5 separate regions of the Sus scrofa genome follow, and regions 2, 3, 4 and 5 are each linked to region 1. A link is a contact called in public Hi-C and HiChIP or PLAC-seq data. All regions are on one chromosome and are shown on one strand. The core of a region is the stretch at or near the end of the contact, and the rest is flanking DNA. Distances in the headings are between cores, read along the strand shown.

Evidence for each region. Hi-C and Micro-C count contacts between places; a contact is called where the count stands out from the background. HiChIP or PLAC-seq counts read pairs in DNA pulled down with a chosen protein or histone mark.
Region 2: a Hi-C map of skeletal muscle shows a contact between it and region 1, with 14 times the contacts expected there. The contact joins the promoter of MECP2 here to the promoter of G6PD in region 1. A contact is called at or near these places in 3 of 5 promoter capture datasets (fetal liver, fetal skeletal muscle and liver), 3 of 47 Hi-C or Micro-C datasets (liver and skeletal muscle) and 1 of 2 datasets of contacts at active chromatin or transcription factors (alveolar macrophages).
Region 3: an H3K27ac HiChIP or PLAC-seq map of alveolar macrophages shows a contact between it and region 1. The contact joins the enhancer-like site here to the promoter of G6PD in region 1. A contact is called at or near these places in 2 of 5 promoter capture datasets (fetal liver and liver), 11 of 47 Hi-C or Micro-C datasets (alveolar macrophages, blood, fetal liver and 7 more) and 2 of 2 datasets of contacts at active chromatin or transcription factors (alveolar macrophages and skeletal muscle).
Region 4: a Hi-C map of liver shows a contact between it and region 1, with 8 times the contacts expected there. The contact joins the promoter of DKC1 here to the promoter of G6PD in region 1. A contact is called at or near these places in 1 of 5 promoter capture datasets (fetal liver), 4 of 47 Hi-C or Micro-C datasets (embryonic fibroblasts, liver and skeletal muscle) and 1 of 2 datasets of contacts at active chromatin or transcription factors (alveolar macrophages).
Region 5: an H3K27ac HiChIP or PLAC-seq map of skeletal muscle shows a contact between it and region 1. The contact joins the promoter of EMD here to the promoter of G6PD in region 1. A contact is called at or near these places in 1 of 5 promoter capture datasets (fetal liver), 1 of 47 Hi-C or Micro-C datasets (heart right ventricle) and 2 of 2 datasets of contacts at active chromatin or transcription factors (alveolar macrophages and skeletal muscle).

Annotation. Positions count from the first base shown.
Region 1 is chrX:125,039,154-125,042,953 of Sscrofa11.1, reverse strand. It overlaps G6PD (glucose-6-phosphate 1-dehydrogenase), which reads left to right and starts at 1,914. Exons shown (of 13, transcript XM_021080744.1): 1 at 1,914-2,378; 2 at 3,204-3,331. The coding sequence starts at 2,267. It also overlaps a transcript of IKBKG not described here.
Region 2 is chrX:124,787,338-124,791,137 of Sscrofa11.1, reverse strand. It overlaps MECP2 (methyl-CpG-binding protein 2), which reads left to right and starts at 2,075. Exons shown (of 5, transcript XM_021080802.1): 1 at 2,075-2,161.
Region 3 is chrX:124,827,873-124,831,672 of Sscrofa11.1, reverse strand. It overlaps TEX28 (testis-specific protein TEX28), which reads left to right. Exons shown (of 5, transcript XM_021080756.1): 4 at 2,485-2,620; 5 at 2,916-3,451. The coding sequence ends at 3,272. LOC494564 (medium-wave-sensitive opsin) reads right to left here. Exons shown (of 6, transcript NM_001011506.1): 6 at 3,448-3,668. The coding sequence ends at 3,558. Among named protein-coding and RNA genes, the nearest start is that of TKTL1, 10 kb to the left of the region's middle. Within about 2 kb of position 1,847, at least 1 of the 83 cell types and tissues checked has an H3K27ac peak or open chromatin away from gene starts, as enhancers often do. A contact at or near this core is called in alveolar macrophages, where this site is marked.
Region 4 is chrX:125,217,319-125,221,118 of Sscrofa11.1, reverse strand. DKC1 (dyskerin pseudouridine synthase 1) reads right to left here and starts at 2,191. Exons shown (of 15, transcript NM_001142668.1): 1 at 2,164-2,191; 2 at 1,450-1,520; 3 at 932-1,018. The coding sequence starts at 2,179.
Region 5 is chrX:124,883,573-124,887,372 of Sscrofa11.1, reverse strand. It overlaps EMD (emerin), which reads left to right and starts at 1,944. Exons shown (of 3, transcript XM_021080757.1): 1 at 1,944-2,269; 2 at 2,394-3,548; 3 at 3,630-3,800. The coding sequence starts at 2,701.

The DNA.
Region 1 (3,800 bases), core at 665-3,164:
TGGTTGTTTCTTTCAAAGTCCATTCTTAGAGATGCATCCTGAAACATTTACAGCGAAATTATAAGGTGCCTGGAATTTGGTTCAAGGTAATGGGGGACCTGCTCGGTATGTACCTGAGAAAAATGAAAACACAGGTCCACGTGAGACTGCTCTTAGCGGCCAAAGGGTGGAAATGACCTACATGTCCATCGACTGATGAATAAACACAATCTAGTACATTCCTACCCTACCATGTTAATAATATTGAGCAGGAGTGGCGCAGTGGTTAACGAATCCGACTAGGAACCATGAGGTTGCGGGTTCGATCCCTGCCCTTGCTCAGTGGGTTAACGATCCGGCGTTGCCCTGAGCTGTGGTGTAGGTTGCAGACACGGCTCAGATCCCACATTGCTGTGGCTCTGGTGTAGGCCGGCGGCTACAGCTCTGATTGGACCCCTAGCCTGGGAACCTCCATATGCCCGGGAGCGGTCCAAGAAATGGCAAAAAGACAAAAAAAAAAAAAAAAAAAAAAAAAAAAAAAAAAACACTGAGCAACACAGAGAAACAGCTCACAAGAAACCACATATTATGAGTCCATTTATGTGAACTATCCAGAATAGGCAAACATAGAGAGATGGAAAGACTAATAGATGCTTAGAACTGAAGTAGATAAGGTGATGGGTTGATGAAAATGTTCGAGAATGAATGGTGATGGTTGTGCAGGTGTGTGAATATACTGAAAAGCAGTGAATTGTTCACTTTCAATGGGTGAATTGTGTGGTATGTGAATTATATGTCAATAAAGCTATTTTTGAAAATAAGAGATTATGAGGGGTATAAATTAAGCAAAGGTAGCAACAGGTTGATAACTGTTGACGCTGGGAGGTGGGTACCTTGGGTTTATACTATCCTTTCTACTTTTGCACATCTTTGGTATTTTTCACAATAAAACGATCCGAGCCCCATCATCTCTCACCTGGATAACTGCAATAACCTCCTAGCAGATCACCTTGCTCCAACCCTTGCCCCCTACGTACAGTCTGTTCTACCCACCGCGCCAGAACAATCAGACCAAAAGGTAATTCCTACCACGTCTCTCCTCTATCCAGATCCCTACCATAGTTCCTCATGGCCCTCCGCCAAAAAGCCACAACCCGTACAACAAGATAGTAGGCCGTGCACTATCTGGTCCCCCATTGCTTCCTCTCTAACTATTCCCCCCTCGCTCACTCTATTCCAGGTATAGTGGCCTCCTTATGGCCCATTCATCCTCAAGTCACAGAACTGATATGAGGTCCGGCAGACATTAACCGTTGTGCAAAGTGAGCAAAATGAAGCGCATGAGGAAAGATGCTTAGCTGTCAAATTACCCTTGAGGCTTTTTTAAAGAACTTAACAACTTCAAATGTAGTCAAGTTCGATGAACAGAAAATGTCTCCGAAGTAGAATAGTCATCCACGAACTAGGGGTGTGGTCAGACTCCGCCGCGGCAGAGGAAGGAGAGGCGAAAACTGCCCCGCTCGTCGCCAGAGTAACCTGGGTCCTGAATTGGCCAGCCTCGGCGGGTGATCTAGAAGCGGGCGGCAGAACCGGGCCGGGGCCCAATAGGAGGGGAAAGCCTGGTCGTCCAGGGGGGGTCTCGGAGGTGGCGGAACGCCCACCAATAGTACCCTATCTTCGGAGAAGAGGACCACACCTGTCAGCAGAGTCGGTCCGACGTGAGAAGGGCGGGAGCGGCGGGTCCCGAGCGCTCCTCGGACCCCGGCGCTCGGAGAAAGTTCGGGTTCCGCGGTCGCCCTTCCCTTCTCGGGCTGCCAAATTCCCATTTCCTGCTTCCGGTGTCGTAGCTGTGGGATCCGGAAGTAAAACACTCACACTCCGCCCCCACCCCGCCCCCAGCAGGCCCGCGAGAGGCGCGAGGGAGACTTGTCCCCAGACGGAAGCCCGAGCGTACCAGGCTCGGCTGGCCCGTAGGACACTCTTCAATAATATGCGTCGCGACCCGCATTTCCCCTTGTCTCTCCGGCGGCGGCATCCAGCGAGCGGCAGGTCGGCTGCCCCGCCCCCACTAGGGGAGGAGCCACGACGAGGCTATCATGTGATAGGGCCAGTTTGATCGGAGTCGACGACCCGTCCAGTGAGGGGGCGAGGCTAAAGAGGGCCCCGCCTACAAGTGGGGTCGAGGGGCGTGACCACGCTGCCGGCGGAAGTGGAGCCCTTCTTGAGGGCGCAGGACAACCCCGGGCTGACGAGAAAGCCAGACTGTAGGGGCGGGGCCAGGCCAGGGATGGGAACGCGGGCGAGCTGTGGGGAGCTGCACACGGACTCGCGAAGCATCGGGGACACGGCGCAGCGGCGGCGAGGACAGCAGGGGGCCCGCAGCCCGGCGGCCGGCGCAGGTGCTCAAGGGGCGGAGCGGGTCAGGCCGGCAGGCCTCGCGCGGGAGCGGGGGGGGGGGGGTCCCACCGGCCCGAGATGCGCGCGCACCTGCCTCGCCCCGCCTCTCGGGGGAGGGGCACACGGAGGCCCCGCCCGCGCGCCTCGCCTGAGGCTGGTCAGCTCAGACCAGGTGCCCGCCCCCGCCAGTTAAATGGGCAGGCGGGGCGCAGCCCCAGGAAACTGCCGGGAACTCCGGGGCTGCGAGCGCGAAGGGCAGCAGCGGTGAAGCACAGGTAACTGAGTGGGCGAACGCTTTGATTTGCCACGCTTGGGAAGGGGGCAAAATCGAGAGGGTGTTAACTGATCTAACCGTCCCCTGCATACCCCCATTGGGCCCCTGAGGGGACCCCGAGAGGGGCGGGGATTGGCCGGGGTCTCCCAGCGGTGGTGGAGGAGGACTAGATCTACACTGTCAGCTGCTTGATCTAACTTGCTCCAGCTCATTGAGGAGCTTCCGCCTGAATCCTTGGTGAGATGGCCTTAGCAGGTGGTCCGATGTTCCAGCTTGGTGTTACTCCCCCAGAGCTGAGGCCCTCGTTGGAGTCCACTAATGCTTAGAGTAATGTTGTAATGTACACGCTGAAAGAAGGCTGTCTGGAGAGTATGACCAGAGCCAGCAGTTTCTCATCCCCCAACCATCCTGCTCGCAGCCATTCCCACCAAGTGGTTTCAGTAATCAGGCATCAGCTGGACGAGAGCCCAAAGGACTCCTCCAGAAAGGGGCCAGCCAGCTTCTCAGTGCTTTCCGGTTCTCCTGCCTCATCAATAAGTTTTTTTTCCTCCAGAGAGTACCATGGCAGAGCAGGTGGCTCTGAGCCGGACCCAAGTGTGCGGGATCCTGCGGGAAGAGCTGTACCAGGGCGATGCTTTCCATCAGTCGGATACACATATCTTTATCATCATGGGAGCATCGGTGAGTCTCCCCCAGGCCCCACATCTTAAATGCAGCAGACTTAGAGCAGGACATGGCTTAGGTCCCTTCCCTCTCCGTGCCTGGGCTCGCCCACCTGCTTGTTATAGGGCCTCTCCAGCTCTGCTTGGCTGGGCTCTCCCTCCTGCTCTTGCGCCACTATCACCCCAGCACCCCCTGGTGTAGGCGTATTGCAAGGCCTTGCTGAAGTCTGTGTGCAGCCATTGGCTGCAGCCTCATGCCCTGGAGCCCGGAGGTCCGCAGGGGCTGTGTGCTTGGACTTCCTCCTCCGTGGGGAAAAGTGAGAGGCAAACAGGGGAAGCTGTTCATTCTGGGAGTGTGTTTTCCAAACTCGCGTCTGACTTGGTAAACGGCGTGAAGTCAGTTTAGTTCCAGAGGTAGGATCTGAGGTCTGATCTCCACCTTGTGTCTGCCACGTCAGGTTCCGTGAGGACAAACACTCAACTTTGCT
Region 2 (3,800 bases), core at 826-3,325, 250 kb after region 1:
TGAGCTGTATCTGCCGCCTACACCACAGCTCATGGCAACGCCGGATCCTTAACCCACTGAGGAGGCCAGGGATTGAACCTGAATCCTCCGGTTACTGGTCGGGTTCATTACTGCCAAGCCACAATGGGAATTCCCTATGCTTGTCATTTTTTTCCTTCTATTTTCTCCAGGTTTACTCTGCTGTTCCTTTTATACTTTCTTGCATTGGAGGTTCAGTTTGTTGACTTATTAACTGCTTGTTTGCCCAACTGCCCACTCAACATCTCTTCTCAGCATCGCACGTCTAATAGGCAGCCCACGCTTAATACGGCAAAACAGAATCTTTGACCTGTACCGCCAAAAATGTACTCCTACAGTTTTCCCCATCATGGTGAAAGCGCCCGTTCACTCAGTTGCTCAGGCCAAAACCTCAGGACGCATCCTTGTTTCTTCTCTTTCTTTATGCCCTACCTCCAATCTTCTCTGCTCAATTTTGAAAACATAGCTTGGATTGCACAACTTCTCAGAAACTTCACTGCTACCACCCTAGTGAAAAACCACTGTCACCTCTCCTAGACTGCTGTCAGGGCCTCCTGCCTGGGCTCTTGCTCCTCATTTTGTCTCGCCACAGATTTCCACACTGTACCTGCCATAGACATCTGATGATGGCAGCTCCCAGTTCAAAATCCTCCAAAGACTTCTCATCTCAGAAGAAGCTTCCAGTTCCCATGGCAGCTCCAGGTGCCTCTCCAACCACATACCCCGTCACTCTTCCAGCCACATCAACTTACTCGTGAGACCTCAACACGTCAGGTGTAGTCTCTCCTCAGGGCCTTTGAACTTGCCCAACATCTTCTTCTCTCCCCAGATAGCCATATGGGGAATAATATGTGAGCAAAAGCCTGTGGTTATATAAGCAGCACCCCCTTTACCCTTGCTTTATCTGTCTGAAAGCGCTTATCACTAGGAGACATATTACACACTTATTTGTACATATTGCTTTGTATGAAGCCTCCCCCACAGGAATGATAGTTTTGCTGTCTTATTCAGTACTGTGCATCCAGAGCCTGGAACAGTGTCTTCCATAACGTGTATTTAATAAATTAACAGAGGGTAAGGAGCCACATCAGAATCAGAGGGTTCCTTGACCCTAGCTCAAGGGTCACTGGATGAATCGGATGATAGCTGGAATCAGAGTAAGGTCGCCTAGACAAACAGGCCTATCCTGAACACTCCATTAGCTAAAACTTTTCTCATACTCTTAAATATTTTTCTCACCGGCACTGTGGATCTTAGCTCCCAAATCACTTCTTCTAGAAGTCTTTCCTCTCCTGTGCAGGCAGTTAAGGGCTGCTGCCTTTGTGCTTCCATTGTGCCTTCTGCCCACCTCCACCAGACTATCTGCAGCCTTGGCTCTTCCCCCATCAGAGTTTCAAGAAGATCAAGGCTGTGATTTGTTCCTCAGTTTATTCCCTGCCCCTGTGATTGTGTGGCACACTACAGGTCAGATGTAAGAATGCATTGGGTAGGCCTCTTAAACCAAGGTCCCTCGGCTGGAACAATGTCAGGCAACTTTGCTGCTTGTACTGAAGGTGGTAATGTGGAGAAAATGCGGGTGCGGTGAAACACGTATAGCGGCGTACTGGGTGTGTTTGTGGACAGCGGGTCGAGGGCCCGGCATGGCCGCGCAAACAAGCGTCCCGAGCCTAGGCCTAGCTTTGCTCCAGCATCCGCAAGGGCCCATTAATCCTTAATATTCAAATTCCGCCCACTAAACCAGCCCCCCGGAGCCCAAGCCGCTTCTTTTTCCCAAATGACGGCCGTTGGCAGCCAATCCGCAGCTAGACGGGGCGTCCGCCCCCTTTTCCCTTGCCGGAATGGACACGATCTCCCGCCAATTGGCGGCGTCGCCGCCGAGACCCCGCCCCACCCCGGGCGCCGCACCCAATGGCGTGCGGGCTCGCGGCGGCGCCGGGGGCCGGGCGCGGGTGCGCAGGTGCAGCAGCGCGCAGGCCGGCCGGGAGGGCGGGGCGCGACGTCGGCCGTGCGGGGTCTCGGCGTCGGCGGCGCGCGCGCTCCCTCCTCTCGGAGAGAGGGCTGTGGTAAAAGCCGTCCGGAAAATGGCCGCCGCCGCCGCTGCCGCGCCGAGCGGAGGAGGAGGAGGAGGCGAGGAGGAGAGACTGTGAGTGGGACCGCTGCGGCCGCGGGCGGGGACCCTTGCTGGGGGGCGGGGGTAGGGGCGGGACGTGGCGCGGGAGGGGCCCGCGGGGTCGGGCGACACGGCTGGCGGATGGCGTCCCTCCTCTCTTACCCTCCCCCTCCCGCTGGTGACGGCCCCCCCCCCTCGGCCCGTTACCCGCACTTGCGGGTGACCGTCCTCGGCGCAGCCTCCCAGGGCAGCCTTCGCCTGGTTCCCCCCTCCCTCCCTCCCTCCCGCCTTCGGCGCGCATCCCGGCCCCTGGCCCCGCGGGCGCCCCTGTCGCCGGGGCTTCGCCTGTCGGGGCTGCGCGCGCGTCGTGCCCTTCGCGGGGCTTCGGGCCCGCGGCGCCGTCGCGCGCCCGCGGCCCCGGCCTCTCCCTGGATCGCGCTTTCGCGTCTCCCTCCCTCGCGCGCCCCCTCTCCCGTTACTCGGCCCCCCCACCGACGCGCGTGCGCAGTCCGCCTCCCGTCGGGAGAGTGCGCCACAAGGGCTCCGGCGCTCTCACCCCCATCTCCAGGCTTTGCCTCCCCCTCCTTCTCGCCCATTCCATGACTTTCTGCCCCCACTGCGAGCGAGTTCCTTTCGCATCTAGCAGGAACAAGTAGGTGGGAATTATTGTCCACCCACAAAAGGCGCTAGACATTGTGTTCCTGGTCCCACGGCTCATCATAAAGAGGCGGTTATAGTTACCATCAGGAGCCGTGGGTCGGGGACTGCGTGTCCGGCAGCACCTGAGGCTCTTCGGTGGGAGCTCGCCCCCAGGGTCTTTGGGGGTGCTGTGGCCTCAGAATCTGAGCGCCCTCCCCTCCTCCCCCCGTTCGCCGGCGATCTTCCAGTTACATAAGTGGAGTGGGACATAGTATGTGACCGGCTTCCAGAGCCGCGGAGCGCGCCTTGCTCACGATCCCCAGCCCCGGATGGGGCAATTTCATCGCCCCTCTGTGGTTCCTGTCAGTTGTCCCCGAAAGTTTCTTTTCTTTTTCGTGTGGTTCTGACTGAATCACCCAAACTGAAATTCAGGTGACTTGTACGTGGCGTGGCAATGTTTTCTGTGGGTTTGCACTGAAGACTTAAGGTCACTGTGAAGAGTCTAAAGATTGCTTTGACGGAGGAGACCGTTTATGGCATTACCAAGTGTGGATCAACGGGGCGGGGGTGGGGGGGGAGCTTGCTCTGGAACATACCTCTGTGGCCGTCGCTTCTGTTGTGTGTTTGGTGTAGATTGGTCACAGCAGAAATGGGCTCCACCACAAAAATGATATTCCTGACTCATGGTCAGGCAGATGTGTGCTTCTGATTATTTTTCCAGGAACAGGAACGGGCTCTGTAGAGCCATTCCCATGTTGTGTCTTTGCTGTGCAGGATCAGTGCCCCACATTGTGAGATGGTAGGATCGAATTCAGGGAGTGCTTGGTGATCGTGGAACCAAACCTACTAGCCCGTGAGGCTGAGTGGCTTAGACTTTGTAGGACTCTCACAACTTTTAGGCATTTTGTCATTCTACAAAAAGGAAGCATATTCAGGCCTTGGGAGGAGAATTCATTGTTAATGGACAATTACTCTAGGGGAGAAATTTGGGTTTCAAAGCCAGAATTTTCATCTGCGTCTTAGTGATTTCACT
Region 3 (3,800 bases), core at 598-3,097, 210 kb after region 1:
TTGAATGTCCTCGTGGCCAAATCCTTCCTGTAAGTGGAAAGACAGTCACGGGGAATCTCCTTTCTGGGTGGGTACCCTGCCATCTCCCCCCTCTGTGGGCAGTAGCCTCGGCCACGTTGTCAGACCTGTCCCTTCTCAGCAGGGAACAAGGCACAGACTGATGGCATATTCCTTGAAATACCGTCGTGAACTGGTTCTTGATGAATTGGCTTTCAACAAATGGGTGTTCAGCTTATCAGCTGCCTAGGGGCTGTCTCCATGTGGGTGGCAGTCCCGTCCTTGCAGCAGGACCCAAGTGACCTGCTCCCCTCCCATTCCCCGGCTGTGCAGCCGCACCATTGCTTCTGTGTTCTGTGTCCCCTGTGCTCTCTAGTACCTTCCACGTCTGCAGCATCACCACCCCCGGCTTGGGTCAGGCAGGCCTTCCTCTGCTCTTCCCTAAAGAGCTACAAGCCGCCAGGCCTCTCTCCTTCTGGCCCATCCTTCTTGATGCCCAAACGAGGAACCTCAATGGTTTTTTTTTATTCCCTTTTCAAAATGATTTTTATTTTTTCCATTGTAGTTGGTTTACAGTTTTCCGTCAATTTTCTGCTGTATCAAGGCTTTTTAAAATCATGAGATGTTCAGGGAACACAGAAAATAATATGATTAACATTTTATGCCCACCCCCAGCTTTCTCTAATCTTTTTTGTTTGTTTGTTTGTTTGTTTTTTGTCTTTTTAGGGCTGCACCCGTGGCATATGGAGATTCCCAGGCGAGGGATCAAAATGGAGCTTCAGCCGCCGGCCTACACCAGAGCCACAGCAACTTGGGATCTGAGCTGCGTCTGTGACCTGCACCACAGCTCACGGCAACACCGGATCCTTAACCCACTGAGCGAGGCCAGGGGTCGAACCTGCGTCCTTGTGATGGATTTCCACTTCAGCACGACGGGAACTCCAGATTTTATTTTTTTTTAAGACATATAACTTGAAAAGATGTGAATTTCCTGATGGCGCATCGAGTGAGTTAAGAATCTGGCTCAGGTCACTGCTGTGGCTCAGGTTCAGTCCCTGGCCTGGGAATTTCCACATGCCATGGGTGCGACCAAACCAAACCAAACCAAAAACAAAAAAAGAAAAGTAAAAGTTGTGTCAAACCAGCTGGGAAAACAATTTTTAAAAAACTTTAAAAGATTCACTTGAAATGCTTCCATTCCCTCATCCCCTTCTGCCCACCTCACTCTCTTCATCAGGTGCTTAGCTTTTCCAGGTATTTTTTAAGACTTTTACTACTTACAAGTGTGGCCATAAACAAAAGGTAGGGATGTTTCATTTGTGGATTTTCTTTTTGTCTTTTTAGGGCTGCACCCTCGGCACATGGAAGTTCCCAGACTGGGGGTCCATTCGGAGCTATAGGCGCTGGCCTACACCACAGCCACAGCCACGCCAGATCTGAGCTGCGTCTGTGACCTACACTACATCTCACGGCAACACTGGATCCTTAACCCACTGGGTGAGGCCAGGGATCGAACCTGCGTCATCATGGATACTAGTCAGATTTGTTTCTGCCACGATGGGAGCCACGATGGGAACTCCAGGGGTTTTTTAATAGCTGCGCCATGGCATATGAAATTTCCTGGGCTAGGGATTGAGTCCAAGCCACAGCTGCGACCTGTGCCACAGGTGCGGCAATGCCAGATCCTTAATCTGCTGTGCCACAGCAGGAACTCCTTATTCGTGTTTTTTTAACAACTCTACTGAGATACAGTTTTCATGCCATAAAATGCACCATTATGCCTGTATGTAAACTTACTGAGTTGTGCAACCGTTACCACAAACCAGTCTTGGTTTCTGTTTTGATAACGGCTTTATTGAGACATGATTCGCATCCCATGCAATTCACCCCTTCATTGTGTACAGTTTAGCGGTTGTCAGTGTAGTGGCGGAGCTGCGTGGCCACCGCCACCATCTCAGTCCAGGACAGTGCCACCGGTGCAAAGGGCAGCCCCATCCCCGTTAGCAGTCACTCCCCACCTCCCCTCTGTTTCCGGCTTTACAGACGGGCCTGTGCCGACGTTTCCCCTGCACGGACTCGCACAGGGCGTGCTCTTTTGCGACTGCTCTACGTCTGGAAGCCGTGGATGGTTGTGGCGTAACCGCTGCGCACCGCACCCTGGGTGGGGACATGCTCGGAATTTAATAGAAAACCTGGCCAGTTTAGACGGCAGTCCCTACAACTCGCAGTTTGTTGCTGTTTCTGTAAAGCAGGAGTAACTGTACAAAAGATGGACGCATGTCGGTGTGTGCCGGGGAGGCTGATGTGCATTTAGGGTGTTCTGAGACGGAGCCGGAGCAGGCGCGGGGGGTGGGGGGCACTGGAGCCTGGGGCGACAGGAGGAAGGTGGATTCTGAACCCAAGTCTAGTCGGGATGCAGGACTGCTCAACAGCCGCTCGGGCCGCGGGCAGGGTGCTCGGAGTGTTCTTATCTCTTTTGCTCCCCAGACGAGCGCTGGCGGAAGGACAGGTGAATGAGCACCTGCAGGGGCACCTGGACGAGATTTACCTCCTCAAACAGAATCTGGCCTGCGCCGAAGAGAAGATGGCCTACCTGTCCTACGAGAGAGCCAAGGAGATATGGGTGAGGAGGAAAAGCTGAGCGAACCCCCGGACACCCTCCAAGCCCAGGGGGGCCGCAGGGCCTCGGGCGCGGCCCTGCCGTGGGGACAGCGGCAGCTCAGGCGCCGTGTCCGCTCCTGGCGGTCACGCTGCCCTCTGCCGTGCACCGTAGCTGATCTGGGAACTCGGCCAGGCCCTGCTTTCCTCCTGGGCTCTGGACCCCCTCCTACGTCTTCCGCTCCCCAGCGCTCGGCGCGCGCCCCTTGAAGCTCAGGCAGGTGGCCTCCGGTGACGGTGTGTGCTTCTGTCCCCTGCAGGAGGTCACGGAGACTTTCAAGAGCCGAATCTCCAAGCTTGAGACGCTACAGCAAGTGACCCACCTGGAGGTGCCGGGGACCGTCTGGGACCGTCCCCAGGAGCTCACGTTCTGGTTTGCGAGCCTGCTGCTCGCCCTGGCCGCCGTCCTCCTGGTCCTGGTGTCCGCCGTGTGCGCCTGCCCCCTGCCGCTGGAGAACTCGCGCCTGTGTGCGTGCGCGGGGCTCCTGCTGCTCGGGCTCGGGGCCCTGGCCTGGCAGAAGCGGCACGCCATCCCCAGCGTGGACTGGCAGGCCTGGGTCCCCGCCAGATGGAGACTGGGCTCCAAGGACTCCAGGCCTCTGTCGGATGGGCCTTGAAGGGCCTGGGTTTGCCAGCGCCTCCCGCCTGTGGGCAGCCAGGGCCGACAGCCCCCCCTCAGCTCGGCATCAGTGCCTCCCAGTCCCCTTCCCCCACCCTCCTGTCGCCATGTGCCCTCGCGCGACCCGGTGACCCGGCACTCAGTGGCAGCCTCTATGACTTGGTTGTTTTTGGCAAAGAGAAACTACATTTATTTCACGGGGATGGAGAAGGGGGGGCGGGGCGGGTGCATTTTCCGGTAGGAGGCAGACGTTGTTGTCGTTGTCGTTGTCGGGGTGGGAGACTCATGCAGGTGACACTGAAGAGACAGACGAGGCCTCTGTTTTGGAAACACTGGAGAGCTCAGAGCTATCGTCCACCTTCTTCCCAAAAAGCTGCAAGATGCAGTTTCGAAACTGGCAGGACAGAAAGGGTTACTCAGCCGAGCAGGCAGGGCCAAGGCGCTAAGGCCATGCTTGCTTTCCTTAAGTGGCGCTGGGTGGCCCGCACCTTCCCCTCTGCCTTTCAGAACCTGCGGGGAGGGGGAC
Region 4 (3,800 bases), core at 942-3,441, 180 kb before region 1:
GTCGTGATGAATAAGAACGAGACCAACGTGACCCGTCCTCCAGAAAGATTTCTTGGGCTACTACGGAACCAACTCGGCTACGCGTGCAGGCTTATGCATAAAACATGGCCTGGCCTTGACCCACCAAAGAGGCCCAAAATGAGGAGGACTGGCGACAGTTTTGGCAAAACCCGACCAGCCTGTTTCTGCCACGTGCTCCGATCTCGCTTTTCTCAAGTCGGCCACCTTTTTTTCACCCTTTCCCAAGGCTCCGTCTGCAAGCACTCCCTTCAACCGAAGGCCAGCTTTCGTGTGACCCCGTTTCATTTCGTCTTGGTCCTATCGCCACCTCCCACCCCTAGATTTTAACTTTCGCGACAGTAGGGACAGCGCCCCCCTGGTTCACTCGCAGGTCACGACAGAGAACCGCATGCTTTCGAATGACACACGCCGGCCAAGCCGAATCTCGACTGCATGGACTCACACGAGCAAATCCCAGCCTCTTGCCTCGCTCACATATACTGGTTTATCCGAACGCTTCGTCGAGGGATCTTTTACTAACTTTACTCCCGATGTCAGAGCTGCTGCCCGTTACATTGTTTGTGAAAACTGTAATTCGACTCCTTGCTCGACTACGCCATTTACACCCAACCCAAGAGTCCACAAAGTCCAGGGAACACCAGGCGTAGTGTGCAGCTAGACACACTTCAGGGGTCAGGTCCTGTAGCCATCAGCCCGCCTACCTCTGAGAGAAGATACGATTTGCCAACAGCCTCAGAGGTTAAATGACTGGCCTAGGGTCACACACTGCCTGATGCGAGAGGTCTGGTGTCAGAGCACACACACTTTCAAGCACGGCCTGCTGCACAAACTGGTTCAAGTCTGTACCGGGAAGCTAAGTACGAAACTGAGAATGGTTAGAAGTGAGGCACCGACCTGACAGCATACGCACCTTTAGCAACAGGGGCCACTGAGATGTGTCCAACTGAGCCACTTTGGATTCAGGTTTGATGAGAAACTCTTCAGCATGCTGTATTTCCTGCCACAGGACAGAAACACAGCCTGTTAGACTTCCCACTTGATTCTGAACAATTCCATTCCTACCACACAAGTCTGTGCCTTTAAAATAAAAACCAAAGTAGCCTGTGCCTTCTCACCAGGACCTCCAAGGGAAAGCGGCTCAACAGCTCAGAAGGGTGAGTAAAGTGCCACCAAGATATGTGGCACAGGGTATGTGGGTGGGATAAGAAAGAGAATTTCAGGCAGAGCAGTTGGTGTGGCCAACACCCTTTAGCAAAGGCTACCTCTTTAGACAAAACGCTTAGGTTGGCTGGGGTTGTGCAGTTTCTACCCAACCACCACCCAATTCCAGCCCATTCTGCAGAAACCTTTAAAGAATTATCTTCTGTAACTGCTGTCTCAGTAACCTTTCTTTTTAGTAAAAGCGAAGTAAAAGAAATTCCTACTCACAGCCACATCTTCTTCTGGTAATGATTTCCGCTCCTTTTTCTTCTTATGCTTCTTCGGTAAAATAAGTACTTCTACAAAACACGCCAGGATTGGAGTTTTCCCAGAAAATAAAGACGACCAAGTTTAAGTCAGAGAAGGCCACCAGGGCAGGTAGGAAATGCACCGCAGGTGAGACGACGTGGGGGACCACATGCGCGGGCTGAACGCTCGGGTGACGACAGCACTGCACGTGTCGCCTCCCGGCCCGGCTCACCACGTGGCTGCGGCGGGGCTTAAACACGCCAGGGTGCGCGGCCCGCGGGCCCCTAACTTTCCTAAGTGACCGCGGATAATCCCCGAAGGCTAGTGGCTCCCACAACTTCCTTTCGACTTAGGGCTACGCGCTCGCCCGAGCCCCTCCGGCCTCTTGTCGGTCCGCGGCGTCCGACCTGGTGGCAGCGGACGCCTTTTGACGGCGACCCAGAGCCCTAAGGGGCCCTGGATCGCCGGCGGGAGACCCGGGCCGTGTGGCGTCAGGCACCGAGGGGCCCCTCGCTCTCCCGCCCTCACCCGTGGAGCCAAGGCCAAGAGACAAGGTCGACAGGAGGCCCGGCGGCTAGAGCTAGCAGAGCTCGGGCCTCGACGTTGTTCCCCGCACCACCGGCTCTCCCAGCGACGGACCTGGCCCCGGCCGGGGGGATTCAACCCGATCGCCCGGGGAAGAACGACACTTACCTTCCGCGTCCGCCATGTTGCCCGGCAGAGCGTGTGAGCCGCGTGGGCCACCCCCGAGGAAGCGACTACAGACTCCCGCCGCCGTCAGGCCGCGCCGCCAGGGCCCGCCCACCTGTGCGCCGCCCCGTGCGTGTCGTGCAGCGGGGCGGGGTGGGCGGGCTCGGGCTGGCGGGGCGGAGCCCGAAGCGCGCGCGAGACGGCCGCACGATCTCATTGGCGGAAACCCCGAGCCGCGGCTCTTGCGCGCGTGCGCCTTGGGCCTCCCCCACCCCCGTCCCGCCCTCGGCGGCTGGGTCTGGGAGCGCCTGCGCCGCCAGGCCCCGAGGCTGGGATCCTGTGGGCGTGGCCCCGGCGGCCAGTGGGCGTGGCCCCGGCGGCCAGTGGGCGTGGCCCCGGTGGCCGCCCGCTCGGCTCCGGGGCCTGGACCTCGGCGGAGCACCTAGGCTCCCCGCTGAGCGCTCTTTGCGTCCTCTCGCAGGCCCTTTAAGGTTGGTGCCGAATCAGCCTGGGTTAAGAAACGAAGACGTTGAGGCACTGAGAGCTGGAAAGTCACCCCGTCCAGCTAGAGCGGCACTAGCCAATAGAAGTGGAGTGCGAGCCACTTGTGGACTTTTAAATTTTCCAGCCGCCACTTGGAACAAAAGGAAAAGGAAAAAGGTTAAATTGGTTTTAATAGCAAACTTTTTTGAACTCAGTGATCCAAAATATTATCTTGTGCTTTTAGAAGGACCAAACTTGACTTCTGCAGTATTCGTTTAAGAAAGGCTAATCATGAGGAAACATCATGAATAATGCAACATTAGGCAAACCCAAACTGAGGGAGGCCTGCATTCTTAAAAAATATGTAGAGCATGAAAGACAAAGGTTCTAGATCTGTTCCAGATTAAAGAATAATAAAGAGGCATTGACAAATAAAAAATATATATATTATCATGTCTGTAAACCAGCTATAATGGAAAAATAAAAATCATTAAAGTAAAACTTAAAAAAAGGAAAAAAAATTATCGTGTCAACTTATGAGCAACAGACAACATTATGAATGGAATATTTTATAGGGCTTCTTTTCTGTACCAAGTCTTTCCCGCGTGTGTTTTACGCGTCTGGCAAGCCTCAGTTTGGACTCCACGACTGGGCTCCATGCGAAGTGCTCTAGAGGCACAGCTTGCTTGCGGCTGTGGAATCAGACAGCCAAGGAAGACGTGCCCCCAGGTTCAAGTGCTCTTCCCATATCACTGCTGCTCTTCTCACTGCTGTGTCTCTTAACTGGGAGTCCTTAACGGAGCCTGCGCAGACGCGACTGATCCCTAATTCTTTATTGTGATCGTAAATGGAATATGTACCATCTTTTCTAATTCCTCGCTGCTGATAAAACAGGACAGCTATTGCTTTTCTTCCGTTTCCTCCTCTGCCATCCAAGGATTAGATTTTTTTCCATTTTATTTCACTCTGACTTAAAAATATAAAAATATATATGATTGGTTTTTCTCACTTTTATTCAATCTACAATTTATTTTGGTATATACCAAGACAAGAATACTAATGCTCTAACTAGACTCTTTTTTCCCTGTGGCTGCACCTGCCGCATGTGGAAGTTCCAGGGCTGGGGCTCGAACCTGCACCACAGGAGAGACAACTCC
Region 5 (3,800 bases), core at 695-3,194, 160 kb after region 1:
AGGGGACCATCACGGGTTAGCTTCCTGGTGCCATCCCTGGTGGGACCTCATGTTGGGGCAACCAGGGGAGAGGGAAATAAAAGGCAGAGTGCCAAGGCAGGTGCCGGGGGAGGGGGTGTTCCCAGGGGAGAAGGCGAGCTCAGAATTCCTTGACCTCATAAGGAAATAGCTTGGATCTGCATGAGGAGGGGTGGCATGGGGAGGACGGCCTCCGGGACGGGGGCCAGCATTGCAGAAGAAGGCTTGGAGAGATGCTGGGCAATCGGATCTTGCCAAAACTCCAAATTCCATGAGGCAGACTCTGAGCCGCCCAGAGCCCAAACGCCATCTCCCCCCCCCCTCCAAAAGATAAGCAGCAAGACCCTGCCGTGCCGAGGGGGGGCCTCGGCCCCTCCTACTGCCAGGCACATCTGAGCGCCCTCCTATTCCGGAGCCAGAGCAGGCGGCATCTTTGCTCCAAAACCTGGCCCCCAGCAACTTTTCTGAGGGTCTTTGTGTGTGGCCAAACGAGAGCCCTCTCTTCCTTCTCACCACTGTGTGGCTCCCTGTACTGGCCCCCCGGTGAACAAACCTCATGGAGAACCTGTCTGTGGCCCTGGGCACGCCTGCCCGGGTCGGACCGGAGCCTCCCTCTCTTCTGCTGTCATCTATGAGAACCTGGACAGCACCTCCTCGCCCCAGGCTCCTAGGTCGGTTCTGGACGGACACTTCAGTTTGCCCACACTCCCTCAGCTGGCTTTTTAAAGAACGTGATTGTCACCGCCTTTCCCGTCCCCATGGGACAGCTCTTTATTGACCAAGGCCCTCACCAACTCCCTAGTGACAGTCCAGGCCCCTAGGCAGAGCTTGGCAGCCTTCCGTGCTTTGCCCCCTGCAGTCCCCTGGCTCCCCTGTCCTGGGGGCCCCCTCGGCACTAACACGGCCACGAAGCCCAGGTGCTCAGAGCCTGCCAAGGCTTCTCGGAACCCCTGAGCAGGTCCCTCGGGGTCCAGAAGGGCGCCATCCCGACAGGACAGGCAACCCCGACTGCCCCGGGTGGGCGGCCGGCGGGTCAGGCGGGCACTCGTCGTCTCCGCACGCGTGCACGCATCGCACGGCGCCCTCTGCCAGTGCCCACTGGCACGCCCGGGCCCCTTCCAAGGCCGCAGGCTCCTGGAGTGCCGGTGGCCTCCTGGCCCAGTGCCCCATTTCCTCCCGGGTGGAGCGGGGAGGGAGGGAGGCGGTGGGGACCGGCAGGCGCAGGTGCGCAGGCCAGGGCCGCGCAGAGCGGGAAGGCGGGCTGGGGCAAGGGGTCTGCGGGGCGGCTGCGGGGTGTCCCGGGCGTGGCGCACGCGCGCGAAGCGCTGGCAGCAGCGCCCGGCCCGGCCCCGCGCTCTCCGAAGGCTCGCCTTTAAGATCGGGCTCCTTCCCGCCGCTGCGGCTGCCGCTGCCTGGGCGGCGGGCTGGGGCGCGGCCAGAGAACCCCACGCGCCGGAGCTCGGGGGAGGAGGGGGCTGCGAGGGGCTGCGGGGGACCGAGGGGAGCCCACGTGACTCAGGGAGGGCGCGCCCCGCCCAGCGCGCGGCCCCGCCCCTCTCCCAGGTCCTGGCCGGTTTCTGCCGGTTCCACTGGCACAGGCCCCGCCCCACTCCACTTCCGACGGGAACAGCCCAGCGGGTGACGTCTCGGCTCGCCGGCCCCGCCCCGCTCCTACGTCCGGGCGGGTCTAAGCTCCGTCCCTTCGCGCGCAGGCCCAGCCCCCTCGCGGGTCTAATCCAAAGGCGCTAGCGTGTGACGTCTCTGGGCTCGCTGACCCCGCCCCGCTCCGGGACGCGCGGCCCCGCCCGCTCCCACGGTCCCACCGGTCTGCGGCGCTCCGGCGCAGGCGCACGCGACGCCCGTCTTTAGCCTCCAGCCAATCCCGCCCTTCGTGACGTCTGGGTTCGGCAGCCCCGCCCCGCCCCGCCCCGCCCGTTCCCAGGGCCCGAGCGGTCGGCGCCGGCGGCTCCTCTCGGCCTAGTCCCGCCCCGCGCAGCGCGCGCAGCCCGCAGAGACCGCGGCTGTTACGCGAGCGTGACGTGGCTGTGACGCGGGCGCGGCCGCTCCCGAGGCGCTCGCGCTGCCCCCGCCGCGCTCCGAGGTAGTCGTAGCTCGGCCCGTGTCGACAGGCCCGGGCCACCCCCAGGCCTCCGCCGCCCGCTGCCCGCCATGGACGACTACGCGGTCCTGTCGGACGCCGAGCTGGCTGCCGTGCTGCGCCAGTACAACATCCCGCACGGGCCTGTCGTGGGTACGCGGCGCCAGGGGGACCCCCTTCCTGCGCTTCGCCCCGCGCCCCCTTCCGCACCCCGTCCCGCGCTGCCCCCGGCTCCCCGCCCGCGCCCCTGACCGCCCCGTGCCCTATGTCTGGCCAGGTTCCACTCGCAAGCTCTACGAAAAGAAAATCTTCGAGTATGAGACCCAGAGGCGGAGGCTCTCGCCCCCGAACTCCTCCGCATCCTCTTTCTCCTATCGGTTCTCGGGTGAGGCCCCCGCCCCAGGGCTCCACCTGGCCGCCCTCGGGAACAGCATTTGGACGCCTGGGCGACGGGGAGGAAGTGGGCACGAGGGTGTGACGGGTGGGGAGGGGCCCAACGGGAAGGGGAGGGGAGCCTGGGGGCAAATGGTCCTGGCCCTTCCTCCGTTCAGACTTAGATTCTGCATCCGTGGACTCGGATATGTATGATCTGCCCAAGAAAGAGGACGCCTTACTTTACCAGAGCAAGGGTAAGGCAGGGGTGGGTGGGCACCCGGACCCCTTCGTTCCTGTGGCAGGGAGAACCTGAGAGCTCAGCCCCCACCGTCCTGCAGTGGCTCTGGAGGGCAGAGACCATGTCACAGCCCCCCCCCATGGGATTCACGTTAGGGCCATCCGGCCAGGTGGGGGACATCGTTGCCCCCTCTGCTACCGCTGCCCCCCCTTCCCAAGGCTATAATGACGACTACTATGAGGAGAGTTACTTGACCACCAGGACTTACGGGGAGCCTGAGTCTGTGGGCACATCCAAGGGCTTCCGCCAGCCCTCGGCTTCGCTCTCGGATGCTGACACCTTCCACCACCAGGTGAGCTGGCTTTCCGGCACCCTGGACTTGGGTATGAGGGGGTCGTGGCTGGGTTTGGATAAATCGAGGGGGCCACTGGGTGCAAATGCTTGCTCCCCGGCCTCCAGGGAGAAGTGGGGTCAGCAGACACCTGCTTGGTCAGGGTTTTCCTTTGGGGGTCTGTCAGCCCTGCACTCGGGTCCGGGGTGTAGATTTGCGCTCTTTCGGAGAATCCTGCAGCAGAAAGTGGGGTGCAGGCAGCCAGGACAGTCACTGACTGAGCGAGGGACAAGGCCCCGAAGATGCAAGGCCAGGAACCAAGAAGGCCGCAGGCCTCGCAGCCGTGTTCAGAGCGGGCTGGGCGAGGAAGCTGGGACTGAGGGGTGTGACGGCCACGCTCAGCCTGCCAGCCAGCCTCCTGACCCCGCTTCACTCGTGCAGGTCCGTGACGACAGTCTCTTCTCTTCTGAGGAGGACGGCAAGGATAGGTGAGTCGCAGGGAGGGCCAGAGACAGGGCTGATTCTGGGCTCAGGCCCTCCCGGCCTACCTGCTCCCCTCTTTGCCTCAGGGAACGCCCCGTGTACGGCCGGGACAGTGCCTACCAGAGCATCGCACACTATCGCCCCGTTTCCAACGTCTCCAGGAGCTCCCTGGGCCTGTCCTACTACCCCACATCCTCCTCCGCCTCCTCCGCCTCCTCATCTTCATCTCCCCCTACTTCGTGGCTCACCCGCCGTGC